2 separate regions of the Mus musculus genome follow, and region 1 is linked to region 2. A link is a contact called in public HiChIP or PLAC-seq data. All regions are on one chromosome and are shown on one strand. The core of a region is the stretch at or near the end of the contact, and the rest is flanking DNA. Distances in the headings are between cores, read along the strand shown.

The links. HiChIP or PLAC-seq counts read pairs in DNA pulled down with a chosen protein or histone mark.
Region 1: a contact with region 2 is called in an H3K27ac HiChIP or PLAC-seq map of extraembryonic endoderm stem cells. The contact joins two enhancer-like sites. A contact is called at or near these places in 5 of 115 datasets of contacts at active chromatin or transcription factors (differentiating embryonic stem cells, double positive thymocytes, embryonic stem cells and 2 more) and 3 of 9 other capture datasets (adipose tissue, liver and pancreatic islet).

Annotation. Positions count from the first base shown.
Region 1 is chr12:110,635,266-110,641,327 of GRCm38.p6, forward strand. Dync1h1 (dynein cytoplasmic 1 heavy chain 1) reads left to right here. Exons shown (of 77, transcript NM_030238.2): 30 at 236-479; 31 at 630-813; 32 at 1,061-1,273; 33 at 1,841-2,079; 34 at 2,231-2,387; 35 at 3,474-3,701; 36 at 4,469-4,699; 37 at 4,881-5,021; 38 at 5,234-5,467; 39 at 5,554-5,760; 40 at 5,837-5,958. Among named protein-coding and RNA genes, the nearest start is that of Gm35558, 29 kb to the left of the region's middle. Within about 2 kb of position 3,111, at least 4 of the 459 cell types and tissues checked have an H3K27ac peak or open chromatin away from gene starts, as enhancers often do. A contact at or near this core is called in extraembryonic endoderm stem cells, where this site is marked.
Region 2 is chr12:110,468,848-110,475,015 of GRCm38.p6, forward strand. The region is part of intron 3 of Ppp2r5c (protein phosphatase 2, regulatory subunit B', gamma); the gene reads left to right. Gm19605 (predicted gene, 19605) reads right to left here. Exons shown (of 6, transcript NR_168658.1): 5 at 5,549-6,073. Among named protein-coding and RNA genes, the nearest start is that of Gm19605, 14 kb to the right of the region's middle. Within about 2 kb of position 3,609, at least 36 of the 459 cell types and tissues checked have an H3K27ac peak or open chromatin away from gene starts, as enhancers often do. A contact at or near this core is called in extraembryonic endoderm stem cells, where this site is marked.

The DNA.
Region 1 (6,062 bases), core at 1,861-4,360, 170 kb after region 2:
TTCACTGACAGGTTTGACCCCCGGTTGCCCTGTGACATTCAGCATTGCTTGCCCAATCAGTGAGCCTCTGGTGGCTTCACAGGTGCCCTCTGTGTGCCTGACCATAGGAGTAACAGAGGGGTTGGCCTGGCCGGTCAGAGTAGCCCAGGTAGAGCCTCTGAGGTCGAGTGAGTGGTGTTCTGTCATCTTAGAGACTCCCGAATGTTTTCAGTAAGTTTGTGTCATCTCATTTCAGCCTCAGCCCCCATTACTTGTGAGCTGCTGAACAAACAAGTCAAGGTTAGCCCAGACATGGCTATCTTCATCACCATGAACCCAGGCTATGCAGGTCGCTCAAACCTCCCCGACAACCTCAAGAAGCTCTTCCGGAGCTTGGCGATGACCAAGCCTGACCGGCAGCTGATCGCCCAGGTCATGCTGTACTCGCAGGGCTTCCGGACTGCTGAGGTCCTTGCCAACAAGATCGTCCCGTTCTTCAAGTGAGTAGCTGAGGGCCGGTTCAGGCATGTGTCTAGCTGATGGTTACTGTTGCTGTCCAACCCCTTGTCTCTCAGATGCCCATCTCACTCCTTCATTGTAAATGCTGTTTGCTTAAAGGGCACTCTGTTAAAGAGGCTTTTCTCTTTCAGACTGTGTGATGAGCAACTGTCTTCTCAAAGCCATTATGACTTTGGGCTTCGGGCTTTGAAGAGTGTGCTTGTAAGTGCAGGCAATGTGAAGAGGGAGAGGATCCAGAAGATAAAGAGGGAGAAAGAAGAACGGGGGGAAGCAGTTGATGAAGGAGAGATTGCTGAGAACCTACCTGAGCAGGAGGTTTGTACAGAACGCTGTCTGTTTCCCCTTCACTCTGTAGACCAGGTCAATGGAAATTGAACCCACTATGTACTATGTAGCCTAGGCTAGCCTTGAACCTCATGGCTGTCCTCATCCTCCCAAGCATTGAGATCACGGTACCCACCACCACACCCCGCTTACAAGTGAAAACATGCATGTTCTGAAATTCCCCCTGAGTTCTCAGTATGATCGATCCCTGTCTGGGCTTCTTCCTCCCACCCCGTAGATTCTGATCCAGAGTGTCTGCGAGACAATGGTGCCCAAGCTGGTGGCAGAAGATATCCCGCTGCTCTTCAGCCTCCTGTCTGACGTGTTTCCTGGAGTCCAGTACCACCGTGGGGAGATGACAGCCCTTCGAGAAGAGCTGAAGAAAGTGTGTCAGGAGATGTACTTGACATATGGCGACGGAGAAGAAGTTGGCGGGATGTGGGTTGAAAAGGTACTGTAACTGCTGCTCCCGCCCATCTGAGGAGACCGGTTCACCGAGGCTAGTGTGGGCATAGAGTGACTTAGATTTGCCCAAGGCTTGCTTGAATGTCCCTTTACTAACACCCAGGTAGGAAAACATGTCTCTTACATGTAGCACTACCTCTAAAAATGCTGACTAAAAGTATGATTGTAATGAAGTGCTTATGCCTTTAAGGATTTCCCAGGCCGAGAGTTAAGTCTCAGTTGACAGTCAGCTGCACTTCCTTTCTCTGCTGTTATTTACACTGCGTGTGTTGACCTGAGAACTCTATATGAAATAGTCCTTTGCATTTGCTCTTTTCTCATCCTTGGAGAATCTTCGGATGTTTCCGTATACAGAGAGCATAGAAGCCGTCTATCCCGCTAGCCCCGCTGCCTCCCTGTGTAGGATGCCTTTGAGATGTGGTTCCCGCAGATTCTTGCCGTTCCTGGCTTTAGGGATTAAGACATTCCATTTCTTGCTCAGCGTCACCAGAAGCGCCACAGAGCCTGCGTGTCTCTTACCTAACGGTCTCAGTGCTGACCTCTGGCCCTGCAGGTTCTCCAGCTCTATCAGATCACGCAGATTAACCACGGCCTGATGATGGTTGGGCCTTCAGGAAGTGGGAAGAGCATGGCCTGGCGAGTGCTGCTGAAGGCTCTAGAGAGGCTTGAGGGTGTGGAGGGCGTGGCCCACATAATTGACCCCAAGGCCATCAGCAAAGACCACCTCTACGGAACCTTGGATCCCAACACCAGGGAGTGGACAGACGGACTCTTCACACACGTGCTGAGAAAGTATGTTTGCCCTGTTTGATGTTTGCATTTCCGGGACTGTAGGATCCAAGCGCATGCAGTCACTCTGTTCACACAAATAACAGGATCCATCCGGAGGGGGGGCATTTCAAAGCTGACTTGAGTAAGCCTTTGAAATTTTTTTGTAAACTAGGATCATAGACAATGTGAGAGGTGAGCTGCAGAAACGCCAGTGGATTGTCTTTGATGGCGATGTGGACCCCGAGTGGGTGGAGAACCTGAACTCCGTGCTGGATGACAACAAGCTCCTGACGCTGCCTAATGGAGAGCGCCTTAGCCTGCCTCCCAATGTGAGTACCCACCCGTCTGTGCTCCTTAGCTGTGTCCCCCGTTCCACAGTTCAAGACTTCAGTTAGCCATGTCATCTACAGCCGGGAAATACTAAGTAGAGAATTCCAGAGTTAAGCAGCTTACAAGTTTTAGATAACTTTTATAGTTTGTTAATCAGTTACTGTGCCTGATTTGTAAGTAGAACTTCAAAAAAGGCGTGTGTGTCGGACACCTGGTGTACACAGAGCTCAGTGTGTCCAAAGTTCCAACTGTGCACTTCCAGGAGGCTTAGGGTTGTCCTTGCAGATGAGCTGCTGAGTGGCTGGCAGTTCAGTGGCGTCTGTAGGGTTGGCTGGGGGAGGAGGGTATGAAGAGAAGGCAGTGTGAGAGACATGTGGGGCCTGTGGCCTTTGGATGTTTGTGTCAGCATTGTCTTTTTTGTTTGTTTGTTTGTTTCGAGACAGGGTTTCTCTGTGTAGCTCTGGCTGTCCTGGAACTTACTTTGTAGACCAGGCTGGCCTCGAACTAAGAAATCCCCCATACCTCTGCCTCCCTGAGTGCTGGGATTAAAGGCGTGTGCCACCAAACCCAGTTTAGCATTGTCTTAAAGTGTGAACTTCTTACAACCCCCACCCCCACCCCCATGATGTTATCAGGTCCCTTTGGGGACTGACTGTCCTGTAGATTGTGACTCTGGTCTGATAGCTTGGTTTTTGTTAGTATAGGTGACTCTGAGGTTAGGGTAGGGATTTTGACCTTCTGCTTAGAATCTTAGCCCCACTGTTGACCAGGTGAGAGATCTGGGCAGGTGGCCTAACTCTGGATGTAAGTGGAGATAGAATGGGCTGGAGTTCAGGTGGGTGAGTTCAGGTGTGTGGAACATGGGAGCAGTATTTATAGGAGAACCTGCCCACTGAGGCTTGCTATGACAGCACCTCATGAGGTAGCTGGGCCCCATGCCAACAGGGCATAGTTTCCTACCCACATTCTTACCTATATTGTAGCCGTATGAGTTGTATTCTGTTTTTGTTTTTTGTTTTTTAAGTGAAAAAAAAAAAAAACCCAAAACCTATTCATGCTTTAGTTTGCCTAATTCTTCCTCCAAGGTGCGAATAATGTTTGAAGTGCAGGACTTGAAATACGCGACGCTGGCCACGGTGTCTCGCTGTGGCATGGTGTGGTTCAGTGAGGACGTCCTGAGCACAGACATGATCTTCAATAACTTCCTGGCCAGGCTGCGCAGCATTCCCCTGGATGAAGGGGAGGACGAGGCACAGCGTAGGCGAAAAGGCAAAGAAGACGAGGGCGAAGAGGCCGCTTCTCCAATGCTGCAGGTGTGAAGGCTGCCCATCCTGGGGGCCACAGGCTTGGGTCCAGGAGCGTGGGGTTAGAGAGAGAGCAAACAGCCAGCTTTCTTACACAGCTCCTGAGGAGACTCGCTGGAGCAGCTTGCAAAAGCTAGCTAGTTATTAGAAAACTTAAAGGTGAGAAAGTCACGTGACTCGGTGGTAAAGACACTTGCCTCCACCCCTGTTGATCTCAGTTTGAACTCTAGATTCCTCAAATTGTCCTCTGAGGATTATGGCATGCATTCTTGTTCTCTCTCTCTCTCTCTCTTTCTCTCTCTCACACACACACACACACACACACACACACCATACATGATAATTTTAAAATGTAAAGTGCAGTTTCCTTTACTTACTTCTTTGTAAGTCATGACTGATGCCCTTGTCTATGCTCAGGTGAACTGTAGTATCCCTGAGGAGCCATTAGGGTGAAGAAGTGAGGAATGAGGCTTGGCTGTTCTATTGTTACCCGAAGTTTGTTTATTTCAAGGTCGCATGACCCTCCCACAGTTACAGGTTAGCGTAGATGGAAACCCCCTCACCATAAGATTTATGTATTAATTTCAGTGTATATGAAAATACACTGTTGCTGACTTCAGACACACCAGAAGAGGGCATCGGATCCCATCACAGATGGTTGTGAGCCACCATGTGGTTGCTGGGAATTGAACTCAGGACCTCTGGCAGAGCAGTCTGTGCTTTTAACCACTGAACCACCTCTCCAGCCCCATGTGCGTTTTTGTTCTTCCTCTTAGATTCAAAGAGATGCAGCAACGATCATGCAGCCGTACTTCACGTCCAACGGCCTGGTCACCAAGGCGCTGGAGCACGCCTTCAAGCTGGAGCACATCATGGACCTGACGCGCCTGCGCTGCCTGGGCTCGCTCTTCTCCATGCTGCACCAGGCCTGCCGCAACGTGGCGCAGTACAATGCCAACCATCCTGATTTCCCCATGCAGATTGAGCAGCTGGAGCGCTACATTCAGGTCAGGGCTGGGCCTGGCAACTTTGTATGTTGTCTCCTGGATAAAGGTCAAGCTTTCGTGGGGAGGCAGGGGCTGAGAGTCACAGAGGGGACCCACTGTCCACGGAGGGTCAGACCTAACCCTGCCGTCAGTCTTCCATTTGGTTCAGATTTCATCAAAATTGAATTTCACTTATCCATAGCGCTATCTGGTTTACGCCATCCTCTGGTCCTTATCTGGAGACAGCCGGCTGAAGATGAGAGCAGAGCTGGGCGAGTACATCCGGAGGATCACCACTGTGCCGCTGCCCACTGCGCCCAACGTCCCCATCATTGACTATGAGGTAAGGTGGTGGGACACAGCCTGATTTGTCCTAGAGCAGCAGCCTGTCCGGAACTTGGCCTTATCTTGTAGTGTCTGGCTTCACCAGACAGCAGGAAATGTGGATGAGCTTGTCCTGCCTGTACTTTGGAGATTTAAACTGATCAAACTAGGTAGTCCTGGAAGACAGGAGGCACGGAAGCCACGGAGTGACTTATCCTTGTCTGTATGTAGGTGTCCATCAGTGGAGAGTGGTCGCCGTGGCAGGCCAAGGTGCCTCAGATTGAAGTGGAGACACACAAGGTGGCAGCCCCAGATGTCGTCGTGCCAACCTTAGATACAGTCCGCCATGAAGCTCTCCTGTACACTTGGCTGGCTGAACACAAACCCCTGGTCTTATGTGGCCCTCCTGGGTCTGGCAAGACCATGACACTCTTCAGTGCTCTCCGGGCCTTGCCTGACATGGAGGTAAGAGCGGCAGATGGCATAAACAAGAGCTTTGGGGTGAAGTGTGGGCTTGAACATTGAAGCTATTTTGTGTTTACTTACCAAAGGTTGTGGGCCTAAACTTCTCAAGTGCCACTACACCAGAGCTGTTGCTGAAGACGTTTGACCACTACTGCGAATACAGGCGTACACCTAACGGTGTTGTCTTGGCTCCTGTTCAGCTTGGAAAGTGGCTGGTCTTGTTCTGTGATGAAATCAACTTGCCCGATATGGATAAATACGGCACACAGAGAGTCATCTCCTTCATCAGACAGGTGTGTGCCAGGGCTGCTCCTCCCCACTGCAGCGCTCATCCACAGCTTGCTAACTTTACACAATCTTCTCCTTCAGATGGTGGAGCATGGAGGCTTCTATCGTACCTCAGACCAAACGTGGGTAAAGCTAGAGAGAATCCAGTTTGTTGGGGCTTGCAATCCACCCACTGACCCTGGGAGAAAGCCCCTCTCACACAGGTAAGCAACTCCATGGACTTCTGCCCACTGTGCCACATGTGTGCACATGCATATCACACTGGCCAGGTGTGTGGGTGAGTAAAAGAGGTTCCTGCAAACCTGAC
Region 2 (6,168 bases), core at 2,359-4,858:
ACCACAGTTGATATCCTGCCTTGCCTGTTGAAACAGTGTTGCAGTAAACACAGGCATGTGCATAGCTCCTGTGGGTACATCACAGAGTGGACCTTGCTGGGTCAGATGGTGGTTCTGTCCCAGTTTGCTGAAGGAACCCCACAATGACTGTGCTAATTTATATTCCCAACCATCTTTCACATCTTGTGAAAATTTGCTGGGGTTTGTCCTTGAACCGCAGGTCATGGAAGAATGGCACCTCCCTGTGGTTTGACTCATATCCCCTAGATTTGGGTCATTTACTTGTCTGAAGGTCAGGTCCCTCACGATGTTCGGGGCTGAGTTGCACCTGTGTCTGGACTCTGTCCCATCGGAGCACTTGCTTTTGCAGTGTTCTAGCTACCATGTTGTCTGTGTACTTCTTACTTTGCTATGTGTGACGGTTTGTATGTGCTCGGCCCAAGGAGTGGCACTATTAGATGGCGTGGCCCTGATGGAGTAGGTGTATCACTGTGGGTGTGGGCTTTAAGACCCTCATCCCAGCTGCTTGGAAGTGAGTATTCTGCTAGCATCCTTCAGATGGAGACGTAGAACTCTCAGCTCCTCCTGCACCATGCCTGCCTGGATGCTGCCATGCTCCTGCCTTGATGATGATGGACTGATCCTCTGGACCTGTAAGCCGGCCCCAATTAAATGCTGTCCTTAGCCTGGCAGTGGTGGTGCAAGTCTTTAATCCCAGCACTTGGGAGGCAGAGGCAGGCGGATCTCTTGAGTTCAAGGCCAACCTGGTCTACAGAGTGAGTTCCAGGACAGCCAGAGCTACACAGAGAAACCCTGTCTTGGAAAACCAAGAAAAAAAAAGTTGTCCTTATAAGAGTTGCTTTGGTCATGGTGTCAGTTCATAGCAGTAAAACCTTAACTAAGCCACTGTGACTCCATTTGTGTGTTTCTTCTTTGATTAGTTCTGCTCCTAGGGAGTCATTAGAGAGAATCATGTCTACCCTGCATTTTCTTCTACTAGTTTCCTGGTTTCACAACCTAGATTTAAATATTTGATCCATTTCAAGTTAATCTTTATATGTTGAGGAGAACAGAAGTCTGGTGTCACACTTCTACATGTGGCTGTCCAGTTTTGCTGGCACCATTTAGCAGACTGCTCTTCTCCGTGGCATATATTTCAGGTGACTGTCCGTGGATTGATTTATTGGTTTTCAATTCAGTTTCATTAGTCTGTATCAGTTTTACGCCGGTGCCACAGCTTTGTAGACTATATTTGAGGTCGAGTTCTTTGATTCTTCGAGTTTTTTGTTCCTTTTGCTCACAGTTGCTGGGGTGGGTCTGAGAGCAGGTTTCGTCCAGAATCCAGAAGGCCCGCCATCGATTCCCGGCACCACAAGGTTAGTCTGGGGACCACACAGACCCTGGTGCTTGTTTTTATTTCTAGTTTTGTGAAGAATGGCATTTAGTATTTTGATAGAAGTTATATTGAATTGGTCAGGTTACCTTAGGTAGTATAGGCGTTTATATAATGTTCCTTCAGTCAACCCATGGACATGGGGTCATATTCTTCCATCTTGGTGTGTCCCCTTCCATCTGTCCCGTCAGTGCTTTGTAATTCCCTTTCCAGAGACGCATCACTCTCCTCCTTAAGTGTATTCCTGAGCCCGTTATTGTTTATGTTCATTATGGGTGGGAATGTGTCCTTTATTTTTCTGCAAATTTGTTGTCTATACATACTAATGATCCTAGAATTTTTCTTTGAGTTTGCTTTTGTCTTTTGAAATAATCTTGGTATGTTCTCCAGGTTTGAACTTGTGAGCCCAAGTGATGCCTGCAAGTAGCTGGGTCACCACGGTGCCCAGCCTAGCCGGGTCTGCAGGCGCACACCATGGTGCCCAGCTTACCCTGGCTGTCCTTTTTCTTCTTACTGTACCACTGATTGACCCGAGGACCTTATTCGCCCTAGGAAAGTGCTCAACCACTGAGCTATACCACCAGCCTTCTTTTGACTTTATTATTTTGCAACATAAACTCACTAATTTGGCCAGACTATTCTTAAACTTACCCTCTAGTCCAAACAGGCTCTGAATTTGTTAGCATCCTACCTTAGCCTCCTAAACCTGGGATTGTGGTTTGCAGTGCTAGGTCTAACTTACACTCATTTTTTTTTTTTAATGTTGATTTTTGTTCTTGGCAGCATTACAAAATTCTTACATCATTTTTTTCTTTTATCAGTTTTGGTAGGTATTTATTTATTAACGAAACCCTTAAACTTTCTTATATAGGGACTGGAGAGATGGCTCAGTGATTAAGAGCACTGGCTGCTCTTCCAGAGGACCCAGATTCAAGCCCCAGCCCTCACGTGGCAGCTCACCCTGGTTGCAGGGGACCGGCCTTAGTCATTGATCTATTGCTATGAAGAGACACCATAGACACTCTTAGAAAGGAAAACGTTTAGTTAGGGCTGCTTTATAGTTTCAGAGTCTTAGTGCATTATCACTGGGCAGAGAACATGGCTACACATAAGCAGACACAGCGCTGGAGACGGAGTCAAGGTTCTACATCCAGATCCACAGGCAGGAAGAGAGAAATGAAACCCAGGAGCCCACCCCCAGTGACACACTTCCACCGACAAGGCCACCCCTGCTAATCCTTTCAAATACCACCACTCCCTATGAGCCTACAGGGGTGAGGTGGGGGTGGGGTGGGTGTGGGGGGCATTTTCATTCAAACCACAACGTGATCCAGTCCCATAATTCTGGCTTCTCCAGGAGCCAGGCCCACATCTGGTGCACCGATGTACAAACAGACCAAATAGCCATACACATAAAAATAGAAATGACCTTGTTTTAAAGTTAAGGCTATCAGCTGAGGGTGGTGACACATACCTTAAGATCCAGCACTCAGGGAATCAGGAAGGTGGATCTCTGTGAGTTCAAGACCAGTCTGGTCTACAGAATGAGCTCTATGACAGCCAGGGCTACACAGAGAAACCCTGTCTCGAAAACAACAAAGCAAACATAAAAGCCCTCTATATGGTAAGGCCATGCTATCTGCCATAGCTTCAGTTTGGTTGCCCTTGATTTCCCTCTCGTGTTGGATCGTTCTGTCTAGGACTATAGCATGCTTTGAGTAAGAGTGTGAGGATGGCGTCCTCCTGTTGCTCCTGACCTCAAGGAATGCTTTCAGCTCTTCCCACTCAGTACACACAGCCTTTGTTGTGAAATGTGTCCCTCTGTGCCTGTCCTTTCTTCCCTCTGTCTCTCTGTTTTCCCTTCCTTTTTTTTTTTTTTTTTGTACTGGAACCTGTAAGGGTCTATCATTCTCTGAAGAATGATACCCTGGACTCAAACTATGTAAACACAACGAGTGTTTTATTCTGCACAAGTCCAGCATGCTGGGGTCTCCCATTACCCGAATAGAGAGACACACAGGTGAGCTCACAGGCCTGATTTAAAGCACGTTAGGGAATTTCTGGGTAGGTGACCTCTGTGTTAATCTGTTGGGTCCATCTCTATGCAGATTCCTTTACCTGGGTGTAAGGGCTGGGAACCTGCTGTGGAAGGTCTGGAAGCTGCTGCTGACCCATTGTCCTTGCCTCAGGCCAGATGATGGGCGGGGCAGCTTCTGGGGACTTGCCTGGACTTGCCCGGTTCTCAGAAACAGAGATTTGGGCCTAGTCTCCTTAACTCCCAATGTGAAGCCTATCAAAGAATCAGCCTGGCCTTCTCAGAACCCACTAAAGTAGAAATTAAAAGTATGTTGACCAGGCTGGCCTCAGACTCACAGAGCCCTACCTGCCTCTGCCTCCTGAGGGCTGGCATTACAGACATGCACCATCACAGAGTACCATGGGTTCTTCCTGTGTCTGATGTCACGATGGTCATACAGCCTTTCTGTCTATCATTCTGTTAATGTGATAAGTTTATTGGTTACACGTGTCAAATCATTCTTGCCTCTCTGTTATGACTCATAGATTTTGTCCTCTTTCTCTGTTTGTTTGTCTCTTTCTTTCTTGATTCATTCATTTATATGAAAGCTGTCTGCATGGACACCTGAATGCCATCAGATTGCATTACAGATGGTTGTGAGCCACCATGTGGTTGCTGGGAACTGAACTCAGGACCTCTGGAAGAGAAGCCAGAGATCTTAACATCTGAGCCCAGTCTCTTGCTTCCTCCGTTTTCTTTCTTTCTTTTTTTCTTTTTTTTTGGGTTTTCGAGACAGGGTTTCTCTGTATAGCTCTGGCTGTCCTGGAACTCACTCTGTAGACCAGGCTGGCCTTGAACTCAGAAATCCACCTGCCTCTGCCTCCCAAGTGCTGGGGTTAAAGGCGTGCGCCACCACGCCCGGCTCATTTTCATTTTTTAAGATGTATTTATTTTTATTTTGTGTGTATGAGTGTTTACCTGCATGTATCTAAATGTACCAGGTGTATTGCTAATGTATACCAGGCTGACCTCAAATTTTGAGAGAGCTAGCTGTCTGCCTCTGCCTCCCAAGTGCTGGGATCAAAGGTGTGGGCATGCCCGTGCCCATCCACGCCCAGCAGCTCTAGATGTCTTTAACTTGACTTTCTTATTGAAATATAGTTTCTTTTGTGTGTTTGGATGTGAGTCCTCTTATTTTATCATACAATTCACTCATCAGTATTATAAAAACTAAATACAAGGCCGGGCTGTGGTAGCGCATGCCTGTAATCCCAGCACTTGGGAGGCAGGCGGATTTCTGAGTTCAAGGCCAGCCTGGTTTACAAAGTGAGTTCTAGGACAGCCAGGGCTATACAGAGAAACCCATCTCATGTACCCCTAATTCTCAGTAGCAGGCACAGAATCACCCTGGTTTTTTGAATACCTGTTCCCTGTTGTCTCACTGAGACTCTCCTGGTGTGTCTCCTCCGCAGCCCATCTGTTTACCTTTTAATTTCACATGGTTGTCTTTTTCATTTCTGGATGTTGTAGTTAATTTTTTTTTTTAATTTTCCTTGTGGGCTTGGGAGATAGCTTGGTAGGTTGTAGTGCAGGAAACACAAGTTTGGGGACCCAAGTTCAGGCCTCCAACATCCATGTAAAATTCTGGGTGTGGCTGTACCTGCCTGTAAGACCAGCCTCTAGGGTCAGAGTTGGGAGTGGCTAGTGATGTGACAGAATCTCTGGGCATCTGGCTGTCTACCTAGATGAAAACCAGCAAGGTCTAGGTTCAAAGAGAGACTCTGTGCTGAAGGAATAAAGCAGAGAACAATATAGGAGTACACCTGACATCTCAGCTGGCCTTGGTACAGGTACACACAAGCACACGTGTGCATATGCACACACACACACACACACACACACACCCCACATATGTGTACACATATACACATACATGTATACACATGCATACATGCACACATGCTTACAACACATGTGTACATACACATACTGGGTATACATGTACATACATCCATACCCTGTGCACACATACTTGTATGGATGTGTGTACATACATGTATTGCACAGACACACACACATACACACACACGTGTGCTTACTTACACCTCTAATACCCACATCCAAAAGAAATGTCTTACCACTTGAAAATATTCTGCTATCCTCTTGCATGTACTGTCAAACTCTTTTCTTTAAATAGAGCAAACACCGGTGTTTTCCAGCCTCTGTCAGAAAAACTAACACCAGCAGTTGTGACATCAAGCTCATAATGTCTTCTTTCTGCGCGCCTCTTTATTTTTATGATGTGCTAATCACCATCCTCAAATATTTTTAACAAATCGAGGCCTTAGAATGAAAGTCCTCCAGCAGGCTTTGTTTGTTTTTCTTGGGCCAGAATCCTTTTGCCAAATACTTGCAGTTTGGGAATTCCTTAAGCCGTGACACTTGACTAATAAATAGTCTGCCGAGCCAGCTGCTACTCAGCGCCCCACTCCCCCTTGTAGGTGCTCTAAGTGGAGGCTGTCTTGGCTGGAGTACATCAAAGGTGAGGCTGTGTGACTCAGGCGATGACATTTTTCTTCACTGTGGAAGCAACATCATCTGTGTTGGCCTAGCAGAAGTGATGGTGCTGGCCGACTGCTCTCTGTCACGCAGTCACATCCCCCCTATGCAATGCAGAAAGCGCAGGAATAGCTTGTGAGGTCCACTCTGTTGTCCTGACCATGAATCCCACATCAGTCAGCCATACAGGAATGCTTCG